5 separate regions of the Mus musculus genome follow, and regions 2, 3, 4 and 5 are each linked to region 1. A link is a contact called in public Hi-C, HiCAR-type and HiChIP or PLAC-seq data. All regions are on one chromosome and are shown on one strand. The core of a region is the stretch at or near the end of the contact, and the rest is flanking DNA. Distances in the headings are between cores, read along the strand shown. Region 1 holds the start of Cibar2 (CBY1 interacting BAR domain containing 2). Region 2 holds the start of Cox4i1 (cytochrome c oxidase subunit 4I1). Region 3 overlaps Gse1 (genetic suppressor element 1, coiled-coil protein). Region 4 has its middle 19 kb from the start of Gm51556. Region 5 has its middle 53 kb from the start of Gm51556.

Region 1 (2,762 bases), core at 146-2,645:
CCACAGACAGAAAAGCCACAGTCCGTCAATGGGTACAGGAGGCGGATTCTCTGCAGATTGGAACAGCAGCCTCTGAATGAGCCCCATCTCCCATGCCGGAGTGACTCATCTGCTCAGCCTGTCTGCTGAGACCCCGTTTCCAGTAAGGCGATGCTCTGAGACCCAGGGTGGACATGTACTTTGGGGAGACACTTTTCAATTCAGCTAACACCTCAGAAGGGAGGGATTACGGACCAGGAGACACAGAGCATCATTCAGAGAGAAAAATCACAGGACTGGCACAGCCCCGGTAGGAGTTCAGGGCCATGGCTGCCCCTAAACAGAGGGCACAGTACCGTAAAGGACACACAGAGATTTGTGTTGTCTGGGGAAACCTGTCCCTGCCCCCCAAAAGGGGAGCATAACACATGTGCCACAGAGACCCAGCACTCAGGTGTGCTCTGAGGGCTCGCTGGACAGGGGACCCGGCTCCCAGTGCCCAGCCCACCTATCTCCTCATCCCTGCCGCAGGGGCTCCAGTTCCTATTGGGCGATTGTCTAGGAGACTAGAGAGACCAGGGCTTTGCTTTCAGGCCACACAGCAGAGCTGAGGCGTGGGGTTTGAATCTGAAGCAGCTGACCGTAATGTTTCTGCCTTACTAAGTGTTTAAAACAAATCCCAGCATGATGGAGCTGGGACGCACACAAAAAAACGACCCAGTGTGACAGGCGTCCCGTGGAACTATCAATATCTTGCCTTGGGTTCTCTGCCTCCACCACCAGGCCTGCTTTGCACCTTAAGTGAAAAGGGGAGTGGGGCGGGGCGAGTGGGGCGGGGCGGGGCGGGCGGGGCGGGGCGGGGGCTGTGACCCGCAGACCTCTCAACGTGTTAGTGCTCTGACGCTGGAGTCACCTTCCCCAAGTCTAACAGTGGGAGTCGCATACTCTGGGAAGCCCAGGACTGCCTGATTCGCTAGGCACTCCTCTGAGCTGCTGCCTGTCCCCCCGCACCCCCCCCCCCCGCACTCCTTTGGTTCACCTTCTCCGCTTCCCTTTACCGTCTACTCCCCCCACCCTCAGTGACACTGGCTCCCACGCCCCGCCCACCGGGCCTTCTGCCTTGAGGGTGGAGGAGACTCTACACAGCAGGGTCCAGGGTGAAGTCCCAGGCAAGCTCCCTTCGGGGATCTCCCTGTCCGTTCCTGGTGGTTACAAGCACTTTGAACCCCCAAGAACACCATATTCAAAGGCATGTGGAGGTTCTGTGTCCCACTTCCAATTCATTTCAGAGAGTGGTTAAGCCCCAAGGCAAAGCTGGCCCTCCTCACCCCGCAGGGGAGGCCCTGGTTGCCCAGCAACCAGCTGGGCTCCTCCCAGGGCTTGCCTGGGGATGGCCCGTTGCCTGGCAACCAGGCAGCAGAGTCCCTTGAGCTTAGCCAGACCACACAGCTGGGCCCAGTACTAGCTGCCTTCTCTCTGACTAGGGGACCCCTGGGGCCCTGTCCTTATCCTCCCCAAGATCCTGGCAGCAGGTGCCTCTCTCTGTCCACAATGAACGTCGTCCTCTCCAGGTGAGCAGCCTGCGCTGCTGGGAGGGGTATGCAGGTGGGATCCTCACGTTCTGCCACATCGGGGAGGAGGGCAGGTGAGCCCCCTGCCATCCCTTCTCAAAGTGGAGGGAGGGCTTGAAGCATAGAGGTTACCAGAATGCGATCTGTCGGCCTCACCTGTGCTGCGTGAAGAGCAAGTGTAGCCACTCTCTGGTCTGTTCCCTGCTTTTGCTTGCCCCCTAGGAACCCCTCCAAAAACCCAGGCCCCAGACCTTGACACTGCTCCCTCTAATGGCCCCAGACTCCCTGTCACCTGCCCTCCCTGATTGCCTTTGAGTCTCCCTAGGACTCAGACTTCCAGTGTCCTGGATGCACCCAGAATGCTCTTTAAAAGCTGGCTTCCAGCCTTACCCACGGGGCCTGCTTGCCTGTCTAACTGTGTATGAGTGACAGCCATCCTGGAGTCTGGCCTGCTGTATGCCCTTGGGCGGGATGCTTTGCATCTCTGGGCTTTTGTTTACTTGATTAAAAAAAAAATGTCAATAGCAACCTCTTCTAGGGAAGTGTGAGCGGAGCATTTGCAAACTACAAAGTTGAAGCTCATTAGCAGGCGTGAGACAGTGCTCCTTATGGGGTCTGCCAAGTGGCCACCACTAGAGGCCACAAGAGGGGCTTGGGTTCTAGAGAAGGGAGGGCAGCAAGGGACAGGAAAGACCTGGGGCTGAGGGGAGGGGACTGTGACAGGACGCCTCAGGAGCCTCCTGTACCCTTATGAAGACTGAGCACACAGGTTGTCACTAACGCTGGCTGTGGGCAGGATGCGGGGTGTGGGAGGCGGCATGAGCCCTGGAGGTGTGTCAGAGAAGGCAAGCGTGTGGCATGCGGTGGTCAGTGGTCTGCAAAGAGCTCTGTGGAGGAGCCCAGGGCTGGTGGGAGGGAGAAGGGACCAGGCAGAGGAGTAAGGGTGATAGAGAGCCCAAGTACTCCGCAGGGAGCTTGATGGGGTCGGATGGCATCGTGTAGCATCCAGTGACAGCCATCACAGCTGTCCACAACTCCCTATCAGAGCATCCTTGGTACCAAATGGACTGCAAGATGCAAGACACTGGGAAGGGAGTATAAATTAAGTATAAATTTAATTATGAGTATAAATTAATTATGTATGTGTGTGTCTCTAACACTGTGCACACTGTGCAGAGGACAGAGGAAGACACTGGGTGTCCCCTCGATTGC
Region 2 (2,762 bases), core at 85-2,584, 490 kb before region 1:
TAAAAGTCCTGAGCCGGGCATGGCGGTGCACATCTTTAATCCCAGAACATGGGAGTCAGAGGCAGGTTAAGTCTCTGCGCTCCAAGGCAGCCAGAGCCATGCAGAGAAACCCTGTCATGAAAAACCAAAGGGAGGAGAAAGAAAAGGGCAGGGAAGGGAGTGAAAGTCCTGCTCACCATGTGCTCGAAGGCACACCGAAGTAGAAATGGCTCTCTTGCCAATCAGGCTCAGCGCTCTGGAAGCCAACATTCTGAAAGACAAAAAAAAACCCTTATACCTCTTAACAATGACAGCAAACACCTTTTAGCCAAAGTCTTTTTGCGGCAAAACATTAAGGAAGTAAATGCAACTTATCCCCCGAAATGTTAAATGTTTTTTTTTTTTTTTTTTGGTAATGATTTCATCAACTTTTTAAGGCACGGACTGGCCTGAAAGCTTCCACTATTACCTTCCTCTACCTCGTAAGAGCCGGCATTACAGGCCAGAGGCATGCCCCCAGGATCCGGTTTTTATTACTGATGCGAAGGCACAGGGTGAACTTCCTTACATCAAGCCAAGGGCTGTAATATACATGGCTTTGGCCAATGACTATAAATCCGGCTTCTTAAAAAATTAACTAGAAAGACAAAAATGACTGAAACTGCTAGAACTAGATATATAGATAGATAGATAGATAGATAGATAGATAGCACGGTAGCACACCTCCTGCGACTGAGTTTTATTTTAAAAATTGACTTGTACAGAGACTGCGAAGGGCAAGCGGGAGGAGGCCGCCCAGGCTCAGGCCCTGGCCCGCTTCCCGTTCCTGCGTCCCGCAGGCGACCTGGATGACCCTGTCACCCGCCCCAGCGACCCGAGCCCCACGCCTCACTGTAGCACAACCCCTGAGATTCGATCCCCGAGAAAGAACGTCCGAGCCCGGGAAAAAAAAAATCAACGCCCGGGGCGGCAGAAACCGTAGCGTGACGTCAGGGCTCAGGTCGCTGTCCCTCGGGCCTGGCACAGCGGGAACGCCCGGTGCCCGGCAGGCCGGAGCGGGGACCCGAGACAACAGACCCGCTCGGGGAAGCGGGCGCCCCAAGGTCACCGAGCCGCTCAAGTCCCGGGTCCGGGGGCGTCTCGGAGGCACCGCTCCCGGCCCCGGCGCTCCAGGTCCTCGGGCCCCCGACCGTGCCACCCTCACCCGCCGTCCAAGGCCGTCACCTGCCACCGCTGCCCAGGCGACCGCCGCGACCGCCCTCTACACCCTGGGGTGCTCGCGACCGGAAGAACGGGGCCCGCAACCGGAAGACCAAGACGGAGCCGCGAAGCATCGCGGGAATCAGGGAAGCCCCGCCCCAAGCCCGTCCGTTTCAGAGCGCGGGGCGGGGCGGGGCGGGGCGGCGCGGCTCGGGGCAGGGCGGGGCAGGACGAGGCGGGGCGGGGCGGTAACTGTCGCGAAAGGCCGAGCGGGTAGCAGCTGCTTTCCGGCAGACGTTTTCCGGCCGACCGGCTGAGGCGGGAGGCCGCGGCCGGAGGTGCGAGAGCGTCACGGCGTGCAGCGGAGGGTCGTGGCGGAGGACCGCGGTGCGTGGGTCGCGATGCCCGGCGTGAAGCTGACTACGCAGGCCTACTGCAAGATGGTGCTCCACGGCGCCAAGTACCCGCACTGCGCCGTCAACGGGCTCCTGGTGGCCGAGAGGCAGAGGCCGCGCAAGGAGCATCCTCCCGGAGCGGGCAGCCACACGCTCTTCGTGGACTGCATCCCGCTCTTCCACGGCACGCTGGCTCTGACGCCCATGCTGGAGGTGGCGCTCACCCTGGTAAGCTCGCGGTCGAGGCCGCGGCGCGGGGTTCCGGGCCGGGCGGAGTCGGGCGCCCTTCGCGGGACGCTGCGGCTGCTCCCGGGGAGCTCTCGAGGTTTTGTAAGATGACCGAGAAACTCGAATGTGTGGTGGACGTCCTTAAAACCAGCACTCGAGATGGGGAGGCAAGAGTTCGAGGCCAGCCTGGTCTACATTAGTGAGATCTGGGATAGGTAACGTTTAAAGTTTAAACTTAATGTGTTTGTGAGGCCACAAAGAAAAAAATGCCTATAGCATGTAAATCTCTAGTTTTACAGAGGTTTTTTTGTTTGTTTGTTTGTTTTTGTATTTTGTGGGTCCACTTGCCGATTTTTTTGCCCCAGACTTGCTGTTTTAGCAAGATTATAGGTTATAATACGGACTGCTGTTTCTGCGCTTGTAATCAAACTCGGTTTCTCTGCTTAAGAGACATTTGCAAGACCCGGAATTCTAACTCTGCGGTTTGCCTTTATAAAGCCCTGGACTGATATGGTCAGGCGCTGCTTACTACATCTTGGAAGCGCTCTCAGGTGCAGTCCTGACGCACCTGAGAAACAGATCAGACCCGTAACCACCCAGTCTCCCCACAGCCTCATTTACATCTCAGAATGAGCTCTGAAGTTAAAAATCTGAGCTGGCCTAGGAGGGAATGCTAATCCTGTCTCCCCCTCTCCCACCAAAATGACTGCATTGAATCGGAGACTTGCTTTGAATGTAGCCCCCCATGCTAGCCTGGCACTCCCAGCACTTCCTGCTCTAGATTCCTGAGAACTGGGATTACCGACGCGACTCGCATTCCTTGATTTCTGTTTCTTTTGTTTTCTGGGGGAGAGGGTTAGGGTTTCACTCTTGTGGCCTTGCCGAGTTTGGGACTCTTCTGTAGACCAGGCTGGCGTCCTACACACAGACCAGCCTGCCTCCATCTCCTGAGGCTAGGTC
Region 3 (2,762 bases), core at 116-2,615, 390 kb before region 1:
CCTGTGACTAGGGAGGAATCCTCAGGGCAAGGCAGAGAGGCAAAGTCAGGGAGCCACGGAGCAGAGGGGAGACTGAGGGCCAGGAGCCTCCTGGTACAACTTTGAGGCCCTTCCCTCACTACTGCAGGAGAAGCCCAACACAAGGCAGACAGTGGCACTCACTAGGGACACGAGGTCCTCTGGATGATATGGCTGAACCCATGGTGTGACTGAAAGGCTCATGGTAGCCAGCATAGTAACACTGATTGTCTCTGGATACAGGCCTGCCAGCCATTCTACCGGCTCCTTGTGGTTATCCCCAGGGTCAGCAGCTAGCATCACCAGAGCATATGTAAGCCCCGAGGGGAGGGGTCGTGGCTGTACCACCACTTAACCCTGTGTGTGCAGAGTGAGGACAGCTTAGCACCGTACCTCCCCGCCTCCATTCTCACAGAGTCTACCACAAGCCCTCCTGCTCCCCACAGACAGCCAGCCACGATTAATTGAGGGAGACAGGCTGCTGATTGAATTTTTAATGAGCAGCAACATCTGTTTCCTTCCCTGGGTGCAGCAGCAGGCTGTCTCTGTTCCCTTGTGGGGTCCTCATGGGTTCATGACCTCTGACCTGCCCTCCTCAGGAGAAACATTCACACAGTACCGTATAGGTGTGTATGGCAGGGTGCGGGTGGGGTGGGGGCACATATCCCACTCACACCAGGACAAACAAGGAGACTAGAAAAATGGCCATCAGGCTGGGCAGTGGTGGCACATGCCTTTAATCCCAGCACTACAGAGTGAGTTCTAGGACAGCCAGGCTACACAGAGAAATCCTGTCTCCAAAAAAAAAAAAAACCAAAAACCAAAAAACAAAAAACAAAAAATAGCCCCAAAGATGAAAAAAGAGAAAAAAAAGAGAAAAGAAAAAATGGTCATCAGGCCAATTGGGGGGGTGGGGGGAAGGGGGGTTTGCACACTGCTGCCCTCCTCAGGCCTGTGGCCTCTCTGACTAGAACCTGGCTAACCAGGCCATCTGTGGGGCAGGGTGCTGCCTGGGTGACAAGGACAGAAAAAGCCCCGGCATGGTGGCTGCCCCAGGGCACCCTCCTGGCAGCAGCTGTGGCAGACAAGATATGTCTGCAGAGCTGCTCCAAGACACAGCTGCATCCATGAAAGGCAGCGGCTGGGAAGGAGAGAACTCTCATTCTCCAGTGATTAGAGTGAGGTCTCCACAGCTGGTCAAGTGGGATGAGCCCGTTAGTTTCCAGACTGTTCTTCATTCATCTCTCACGCGGCTTCCACTGCCTGGTCACCCTGGAGCCACACACCCCCTTGACTTCCAACCAGTGGATGTTGCCTCCAGAGGCCCCTAGTGACTCATGGCCACACTACAGGGAGAGCGCATCCCCCGCCCTCCTGGAAAGGATTAAACTCTCTGCTGAGCTCTGAGCATCATCCACTGTGTGTGTGCTTGGCGGTGGCGGTGGCGGTGGCGGTGGCGGTCTCCCTGGTGGCGAGCAGGTCTTGTTAACCACAGCGTGAACTGCTGGAGCAGAGCCATCAGAGCCCTTCTCCGGGTTACTAAATGTTTCTGAGGCAGTAAGGATCCTCTGAGGATAGTGACAGGCTCCGGGCAGAGGAGTCACGAGGCAGAGGCACTTGGAACCTCCTAGTTCTCCAAGGGGACAATACATGAAGTGTCTTGGACCTGGGCCAGGGGCTCCAGTCAGCAGAAGCTCCGGGGCCCAAGGCAGGAACAGGAAGTGACCCTCCCACCAGCTTCTCTCTCAGGAGCAAAGCCAGTCACCAGGCAAGCTGGTTACCCAGGGAAGGGAAGCTCTATGGGGGTTTTTATCAGCTGACTCATTGTCTGAGGTCAAAGCTGCGCTCTGGCAGGAGTCCACAGACAGGAGATGGTTGGCGGTGGCAACTTCTCTGACTTCTCTTAAGCCAGGACAGGGTGGGTCTAGGCTGCTCTGAGCTGAGATTCGATGACAGGATCGCTCAGACAGGTTTCCCAGGGTTAAGTGTGACTTCAGCCACAGGAGGAATGGGCCAAGGCTGGCCCCCACGCTTCAGTCAGGAGCCTGATGGATGCTCCAAGCACTTTACTGGGGACACCAATCAGACCTGAAGGGCAGATGAAACTCACACTCTTGCCTATCCTGCCCTGCCCCAGCGGGGAGAGGTGCTCTCCTTCCCCTCCCCCTCCATCTCTGTGGTTTAATTAGTACTTCCTAGCAGTACAAACCCTCTGGGAATGGGGCTGGAGAATCCCGGGAAAGCCACAGCTGACAGCGGTTCTTAATTAGCAAGGCCCCCTCTAGGCGCCAGGCTGCCAGGCCGCCGGGAGGCCCAGCAGTACAGGGGAAGCTCTGGGGCTGGCTCCTCCACTGCAGTTAGGTTATGGCCAGCTAGAGACTGCAGACACAAGGACCCCGGTGCTGGCTGGCATCAGGGACCATCAGAGTTAGCCTACAGTCCCGCCCCTACTCCTCCAAAGCAGTCACAGCTATTGTCTAGCCAAAGATCCAAGGCACTCTATGGTTGTTGTCTGTCTCAACCTGGTGCCTCTGGGTATGTAGACCCCTAAAGAAGTGATTGCCGTCCAGGCCACCAGAGGACACAATAAGACACCACTGTGTAAAGGGGCAGGGCCTTGGCGACCCCCTCCCTCCCCAGGCTTAGGGAGGCTCTGGCCTCCTAAAGCAAGCAACGATGAATTTGTGGTACTCTGTCACAAGTCTGATGTAAGGGTTGCCTTAATCCTAGCATCTTCCAGTACC
Region 4 (2,762 bases), core at 73-2,572, 330 kb before region 1:
GATGCTACTTAAGGGGGTGGGGGGAGGGGGCGGGCAGTGCACAGGAGGGAGCAGGAAGAAGGAAAAGGAGATAGGAAGCAGGGGAATAAGCCAGGAGGGAGAGAGGCAGAAAGGAGGGGAAGGGGGCAGGGGTGGGGCTAAAGGGGGGAGGGGGAGGGGAAGGAGAGGGAAGGGGAGAGGGCAGGGAGAAGGGAAGGGGAAGGAGAGGGAAGGGGAGAGGGCAGGGGGAAGGGAAGGGGAAGAGGACGACAGGAAGGAGAGGAGGGGGGCAGGAGAGAGGAGGAAGAAGAGAGAGGGGAGGAGGAGGAGGAGGGAGGAGAGGGGGCAGAAGGCAGAGCAAGGTTAAACTGCAGGAGACCGCCAGGGGGAGGGGGAGGGGGAGGGGCCCCAAAGTACTCTTCCCTTTCTGCGGTGGTAGCAGTTGTGGCTTTCTCCCCTCTCCTCATGGTTCCCATGTCCAGTGCCTGCTCTTCCCCTGCTGAGCTCACTCACCCTATCAGCATCCTACCCGCAGCAGTCGCTCAACTTGGGAGATTGGACTATCCGACCAGCCCACAGCCTCCTCTGCTTCTTTGCTCCCCTACAGCAACTTGACTCCAATAAATATCCAAAGAACCATTCAAGAGCAGGAAAATCCACAGCTTGGGACAGAAGCCAAGCCCCAGCCCCAGGGCCTTGGTACCTGTCATCTGATCACATGGCTTGTTCTTCCCAGGGGAGCTCCCGGGCTGTCCCCCTTTCTCTAGAGACTGAGCAAAAAGCCACTGAACGCCGGATCACTGGATCTCTCCACAGCCCCGACACCCACCCTAGCATCCACCCCCGCTCCCCCATAGGGCAGGGGCACAGCGTCGCTCACTCCGAGCCTAAGCTGAGCCAAGAAGTCATGTGTTCTCCCAGCACGGAAGGATCAGGAGCCAGTACCTGATACGCAGAGAGCCCCAAGGCCAGTTCTGGTCTAAAACCAGAGTCAGGTTCCTTGGAGGGCTGGCCAATAAGCAGGAAGCTAGGCCAGACAACCTGCTTCAGAGGGTCCCCAAAGCTCAACTCAGGGAATCCCTGGGTCTCCAGGACACGCCCCTTTGACCCCCACACGTCACTTGCGCTCTCCAGCCCTCCTCCAGGGGCGGTCTAGACTCCCACAGGCGTAAGGACAGCACAGCCCCCAGGTCCGAGGATTACCATACATTAAGACATAATTCTCCATGGAAATTTACAATACAAAGCGCCCCCACCCTGGTGGCTGTAGTAGGAGCCTGGATACAAAGCACTGCTGTGTCTGGCAGGACCCCAGAGCTGGCCCCAGCTAGGCTTCAATAGAAGTGGGTGGGTCCGTCTCCCGGAGCCTTTTCCTTGCTCTGGGCAGAAGCCCCGCCCTCTGGGAGGGCCCTCTGGTGGACTGCTCTTCGAGAGAGGACTTCACTATTTCCTTGCCCTGGCCCTACCCACTGTGGCACCCTGAAGCCGTGGCCCCAAGCTGACGCTATTGGGATTTCTCTCACAGAGTTGTCTGTCCAGGGAAGGGATGCCCAACACAGGTAGAACCCTAAACCTTGGTTTCCCTACTGACTTACTCCCTCCATCCAACTGACTTATGGAATGTACTCACTATGTCCAAAGGCTGATCATCCAACTGATTGGCTCCTGCTGTTCACGCACCCGCTGTGTGCCACTGTGCGGGCACCTGTACCACGCTGGAGACAAGCAGCAGAGGAGAACCCATGAGCTGGAAGCATTTTGGAGAGAGTTTATTGCTCCGCTGGGAGACACCCCACTCCTGGTCTCAGGAGCTCCAAGGTGTTGCAAGAAAACATGGACAGGAACATGATGGGTCAGGGTGACAAGGACAAGGGTGAGAGTGTTGGGTGTGGGGCTCTGGATGTGGGGAGGTCTGAATGAGCAAGAAGCTGTGTGTACAGGGGCTGCGGGGACCACACAGTCACATCATGGCTAGCACAGCGGAGCAGGAGAGAGTCCCCAGAGAATTCCCAGCTCCGTCTTAGAGAGAGACGGAGTTGGGAATTCATTTCACCTAGTGGACCAAGAGGCCTGAGGCTTAGGGAGGGGCAGGCCCAGGTCTGAATCCCACCTCTATGATTGCCATGCACAAGGCAGTCAGCCCTTCTTGGACTCTGCTCTTTGCAGATGAAAGCTGGTAACAGTGACCATGCACGCACGCACCTGTCGCACTGGAGCGAAGGGTGTGGCCAGAGAAAAACCGGTCCATATGGGTTCCAGAGAAGCCTATCACTGGGGAGACGGTCTAACTTTCCATCCTGCACTAAAGCAACAAAGCTGTCCATCTGTCATCTATCTGTTTGCCATAAAACTCCGGAGAGGCCTAGCCAGCAGCGACCCTGGGGCCACTTCCCAGGTGAGACTAGGATTCCATGGTAGAGACGCCTCCACCGACCCCAGCAGCCTGTTGACCAGGGACAGGCTGGGAGAAGGCAGCCTTACCAAGAACCATAGGCCCATCACTGCCTCTGATTCTAGAGAACAAAGGCCTCAGCCTCCACTGCCAGGCTACTGAGCTGAGGAAAAGCGCGAGAGAGGTGGACACACAGCTGTAGCATCCTGGGGCCCAGATGCCGCACAGCATCCTCAGACCCAGCACAGCACCTGCAGACCCAACATAGCAGCCCAGACCTAGGCACAGCATCCAGACCCCGCACAGAATCCAGGCCCCACCCACTACCCCTAGATCTAGCACAGCACCCCCAGACTCTGTGCAGCACCCCCGGACTGCACAACACCAAACC
Region 5 (2,762 bases), core at 123-2,622, 260 kb before region 1:
GTGGAAATGAACATGTGCCAAGTGAGCAGTCATATTTAACAGTTGTGGCACACAGACAGCGGTGGTCTCTGTTACCAGGGTGCCAGGTTCTGTCTGTGAGTGACAGGTGTGCAGACATGTTGGCCTCCCATTCACTCTATAATCAACCCAGACTGCCCTGAAACGTATGGCCAGCCATCCTCCTGCCTCAACTCTCTGCTAACTCATATCTAGATTAGAAGCAGAAACAGGAACTTTGGGTTCAGCAAGGTCTGAGGCCGGGGGACTGTGGCAGGTGACACTCGGTGATGACCCATAAGTTGGCTGAGCGGGTCATCACCAGCGGCCTTTCTTACGCAGCTCGTGGCCACTCTTCCTCCCACAGGATCCAGATCTGCTTCACCCAATGCAGAAGAAGAGCCCAAGGGTCCCCTGCAGCCCCAGGGAGGTCCTATCTCTCTAAGGACTGTTTGCCCATTTGAAAGTTGGTATAGCTAGGGTCCAGTATCCCTCCCACATGCCGCCTGGGTGCACAGGCTACGGAGCGCCGTGGGAGGCACCAGGCAACTGCAGGCTGCGGGCAGGAGGGCAGGAGCAGAGGCCCGTCCCTGAGGTCTGAATTATTCACACACAATAGCACCCTTACTTACAGTGCAGCCGCCACCGACTCCTGCTGGTAGATTACTCGGGGACTGGCTGCTCTCTCGGTTAATTAAGGGGACACTTTTGCCAGTGACTTCTCAGGTGTGCAGTCAGGCAGCCCCAGGTCTCATCCCACTGCCTCGGAGACACTGGATCCCCCAAGACCTGCCAGGTGGGAGGGAACTGGAGCTGGAGCCGTGCCAGGCTCCTAGGTAGGGACAGTGGCCTGTGTGCCCCAGGGCGGAGGCAGGGGGAGTGTGCCAGGCCACAGGAGCCGCATGGGGCTGATCCTGGATCCTAGCGGGGGCTGAGCAGAGACCGTGTCGTGCGTATATTCTCTCTCACCTGACAGAGCTGGGCACAGGCACAGACACTGTGCTCTGGCAGGTTCTAGCAGGTTCTGGCAATCCTCTAGCAGGGTAGGAGCAGCAGCCAACATGAAACATTTACAAAGGCCTTTCGTAACCATCTGTGCTGGGAACGGAGAGGCGGGCTGAGCAGCCACAGCCTTCCTGCCTAGGACCTCAAGGCTGGACAGTTATGGCCCCACCAGGGCCGGGTTTTGAGACGCCAGTCCAAGTAGGGACAAGGACCAGAGTGGCCCACAGATATGCTCTACAGAGAGCTAAGGATGGGGACATAGGGGAAGAGGGCCACAGCATATCCCAACTGTGTTATTTCCAGCTGTGTTGCCTTGGGGACAACACAGTCTCAGTCTGCCACAAATCATGCACCCAGTGGGTGTGTGGGTGTGTCCTGTTGTGCCTTTTCTGTGATTCTTGCAACATCTATGGTCCCTCAGCACAGGGGAGAATCCACTGACTTCAGTTCTTGACAAGGTCCCTTTGAACCGGATTGACTTTCTTCTGCCTGCATCCAAGAAACTCCCACACACCCCTCAAAACCCTCCTGGCACATCCTACCCCTCTGCCTCTTCCTCTCTGTGAGACACAAGACTCCCTCTTTCCACTGCAGCCAACTGTAGCTCATACATGGTTTATCCTTGGTGAAAGATCCAAAAAGAAGGGGGGCACTCTGGCCTGCATATTACAGACTAAGAAAACCTGCCACACTGGCTGAGCCCGTGCAGAGCCTGAATTTGGACCTGGGAAGTCTGGCTCTCTTCAGCTGCCTCTGAATGGAACCATGGGAAAAAGGAGAGAGGTCTGGCTGTTTCAAGAAGAGCCAATGTCAGGAGCAGCTGGACCCAGCAGACCTGAGAGATGAATCAGATGCTGAGATCTGAGGCAGTCAGCTTAGCGGGGAAACAGGGAAGGTTACAAACTAAAACTGAAACCTGAGCAGGGACTCTGGCAGTGTCATCCAGGGAGGGGACCTTGGGCTGTGGTTTCTGCCTGCACACACCCCCACCCCCACCCTCAAGTGCTGGCTCAGCATGGAGTCCAGCTGCTGACCTGATGGTTATTTCAGGACTATAGGGGCAGGTGGAGAGAGCTCTTGGCTTTAAGCTGAAAATGGTGGTGGAAGAGGGGCGTTCCCAATGGGTGTCTAGCAGAAAAATCCGACTGGGGGACTCTCCAGCTGCCTGGCAGACTCACCCATCCCACCCAGTCCCGCTCTCCCTTGGGGCCTTGGCGCCCCCCTCCCCCACTGCACCTGCTGTGGGAGTGTCACCTCAGCAGATTGGTCCTCAGGTCCCCAGGGAGAGTAATTGGACACAGAGCAGAGGACTGCTACTGTGCTGTGTCATCTACTGTGGGTAGCCAGGGAGGCGGCAGCGGTGGCGGGTCCTACTGGGTCTCCAGGACGGAGAGGAGAATGTTCCTCTTTAGGGAGGGGCAGTAGCCGTGGAGCAGGTCAGAGACAATGGAGTTTTGTAGTGGTTGCCTGACTGACCCACGTTTACATGAAGCTCTGGCTTCACTCCCCTTCACCACACAGAATGAGCGTGGGGGCATAATCCTGTAAGTCCAGCAATCATGAGGTGGAGGCAGGAGGATTGGGAAATCAAGATCACCTCAGCAACCATAGCGAGCCCAGGGCCAGCCTGGGCTACATGAGCCTGCGTGCCTGGGTGGGATGTGGGAACTCAGGGTTTTTAAAAGACGCAGGCGGATGGCCCTTGTGATGACTTGGGTATGACTTGGGTAATGTCCAGTGTGTGGTGTCGATGGGACTTC

The links. Hi-C and Micro-C count contacts between places; a contact is called where the count stands out from the background. HiCAR-type assays count read pairs that join an accessible place to other places. HiChIP or PLAC-seq counts read pairs in DNA pulled down with a chosen protein or histone mark.
Region 2: a HiCAR-type map of astrocytes shows a contact between it and region 1, with 3 times the contacts expected there. The contact joins the promoter of Cox4i1 here to the promoter of Cibar2 in region 1. A contact is called at or near these places in 12 of 39 promoter capture datasets (the 3T3-L1 cell line, 3T3-L1-derived adipocytes, the C10 cell line and 8 more), 1 of 15 datasets of contacts at CTCF or cohesin (embryonic stem cells), 3 of 484 Hi-C or Micro-C datasets (cortical neurons and embryonic stem cells), 7 of 115 datasets of contacts at active chromatin or transcription factors (astrocytes, embryonic basal ganglia, embryonic forebrain and 4 more) and 1 of 9 other capture datasets (liver).
Region 3: a contact with region 1 is called in a Hi-C map of the N1E-115 cell line, with 4 times the contacts expected there. The contact joins the enhancer-like site here to the promoter of Cibar2 in region 1. A contact is called at or near these places in 7 of 39 promoter capture datasets (cranial neural crest, embryonic stem cells, frontonasal cranial neural crest and 4 more), 8 of 484 Hi-C or Micro-C datasets (the C2C12 cell line, the HPC-7 cell line, the N1E-115 cell line and 4 more), 11 of 115 datasets of contacts at active chromatin or transcription factors (the NIH/3T3 cell line, SST interneurons, cardiomyocytes and 8 more) and 2 of 9 other capture datasets (embryonic stem cells and liver).
Region 4: an H3K4me3 HiChIP or PLAC-seq map of craniofacial prominence shows a contact between it and region 1, with 4 times the contacts expected there. The contact joins the enhancer-like site here to the promoter of Cibar2 in region 1. A contact is called at or near these places in 9 of 39 promoter capture datasets (the 3T3-L1 cell line, cranial neural crest, frontonasal cranial neural crest and 5 more), 8 of 484 Hi-C or Micro-C datasets (Sertoli cells, cochlea, cortical neurons and 5 more), 9 of 115 datasets of contacts at active chromatin or transcription factors (craniofacial prominence, embryonic basal ganglia, embryonic forebrain and 6 more) and 1 of 9 other capture datasets (liver).
Region 5: a contact with region 1 is called in a Hi-C map of cortical neurons, with 2.0 times the contacts expected there. The contact joins the enhancer-like site here to the promoter of Cibar2 in region 1. A contact is called at or near these places in 10 of 39 promoter capture datasets (the 3T3-L1 cell line, 3T3-L1-derived adipocytes, cranial neural crest and 6 more), 1 of 15 datasets of contacts at CTCF or cohesin (the NIH/3T3 cell line), 9 of 484 Hi-C or Micro-C datasets (cerebellar granule neurons, cortical neurons, embryonic stem cells and 4 more) and 2 of 9 other capture datasets (embryonic stem cells and liver).

What each region holds. Positions count from the first base shown.
Region 1 is chr8:120,176,102-120,178,863 of GRCm38.p6, reverse strand. It overlaps Cibar2 (CBY1 interacting BAR domain containing 2), which reads left to right and starts at 1,395. Exons shown (of 9, transcript NM_001033980.2): 1 at 1,395-1,550. The coding sequence starts at 1,531.
Region 2 is chr8:120,666,797-120,669,558 of GRCm38.p6, reverse strand. Cox4i1 (cytochrome c oxidase subunit 4I1) reads right to left here and starts at 1,334. Exons shown (of 5, transcript NM_009941.3): 1 at 1,204-1,334; 2 at 177-250. The coding sequence starts at 1,313. It overlaps Gm27021 (predicted gene, 27021), which reads left to right and starts at 1,417. Exons shown (of 4, transcript NM_001308449.1): 1 at 1,417-1,802. The coding sequence starts at 1,581. It overlaps Emc8 (ER membrane protein complex subunit 8), which reads left to right and starts at 1,472. Exons shown (of 5, transcript NM_010926.6): 1 at 1,472-1,802. The coding sequence starts at 1,581.
Region 3 is chr8:120,563,009-120,565,770 of GRCm38.p6, reverse strand. All of the region lies in intron 3 of Gse1 (genetic suppressor element 1, coiled-coil protein), which reads right to left. Among named protein-coding and RNA genes, the nearest start is that of Gins2, 25 kb to the left of the region's middle. Within about 2 kb of position 1,365, at least 277 of the 459 cell types and tissues checked have an H3K27ac peak or open chromatin away from gene starts, as enhancers often do. A contact at or near this core is called in the C2C12 cell line, the HPC-7 cell line, the N1E-115 cell line and 7 more, where this site is marked.
Region 4 is chr8:120,507,826-120,510,587 of GRCm38.p6, reverse strand. It overlaps a transcript of Gse1 not described here. Among named protein-coding and RNA genes, the nearest start is that of Gm51556, 19 kb to the right of the region's middle. Within about 2 kb of position 1,322, at least 60 of the 459 cell types and tissues checked have an H3K27ac peak or open chromatin away from gene starts, as enhancers often do. A contact at or near this core is called in craniofacial prominence, embryonic basal ganglia and embryonic limb bud, where this site is marked.
Region 5 is chr8:120,436,066-120,438,827 of GRCm38.p6, reverse strand. It overlaps a transcript of Gse1 not described here. Among named protein-coding and RNA genes, the nearest start is that of Gm51556, 53 kb to the left of the region's middle. Within about 2 kb of position 1,372, at least 103 of the 459 cell types and tissues checked have an H3K27ac peak or open chromatin away from gene starts, as enhancers often do. A contact at or near this core is called in cerebellar granule neurons, cortical neurons, hippocampal neurons and 3 more, where this site is marked.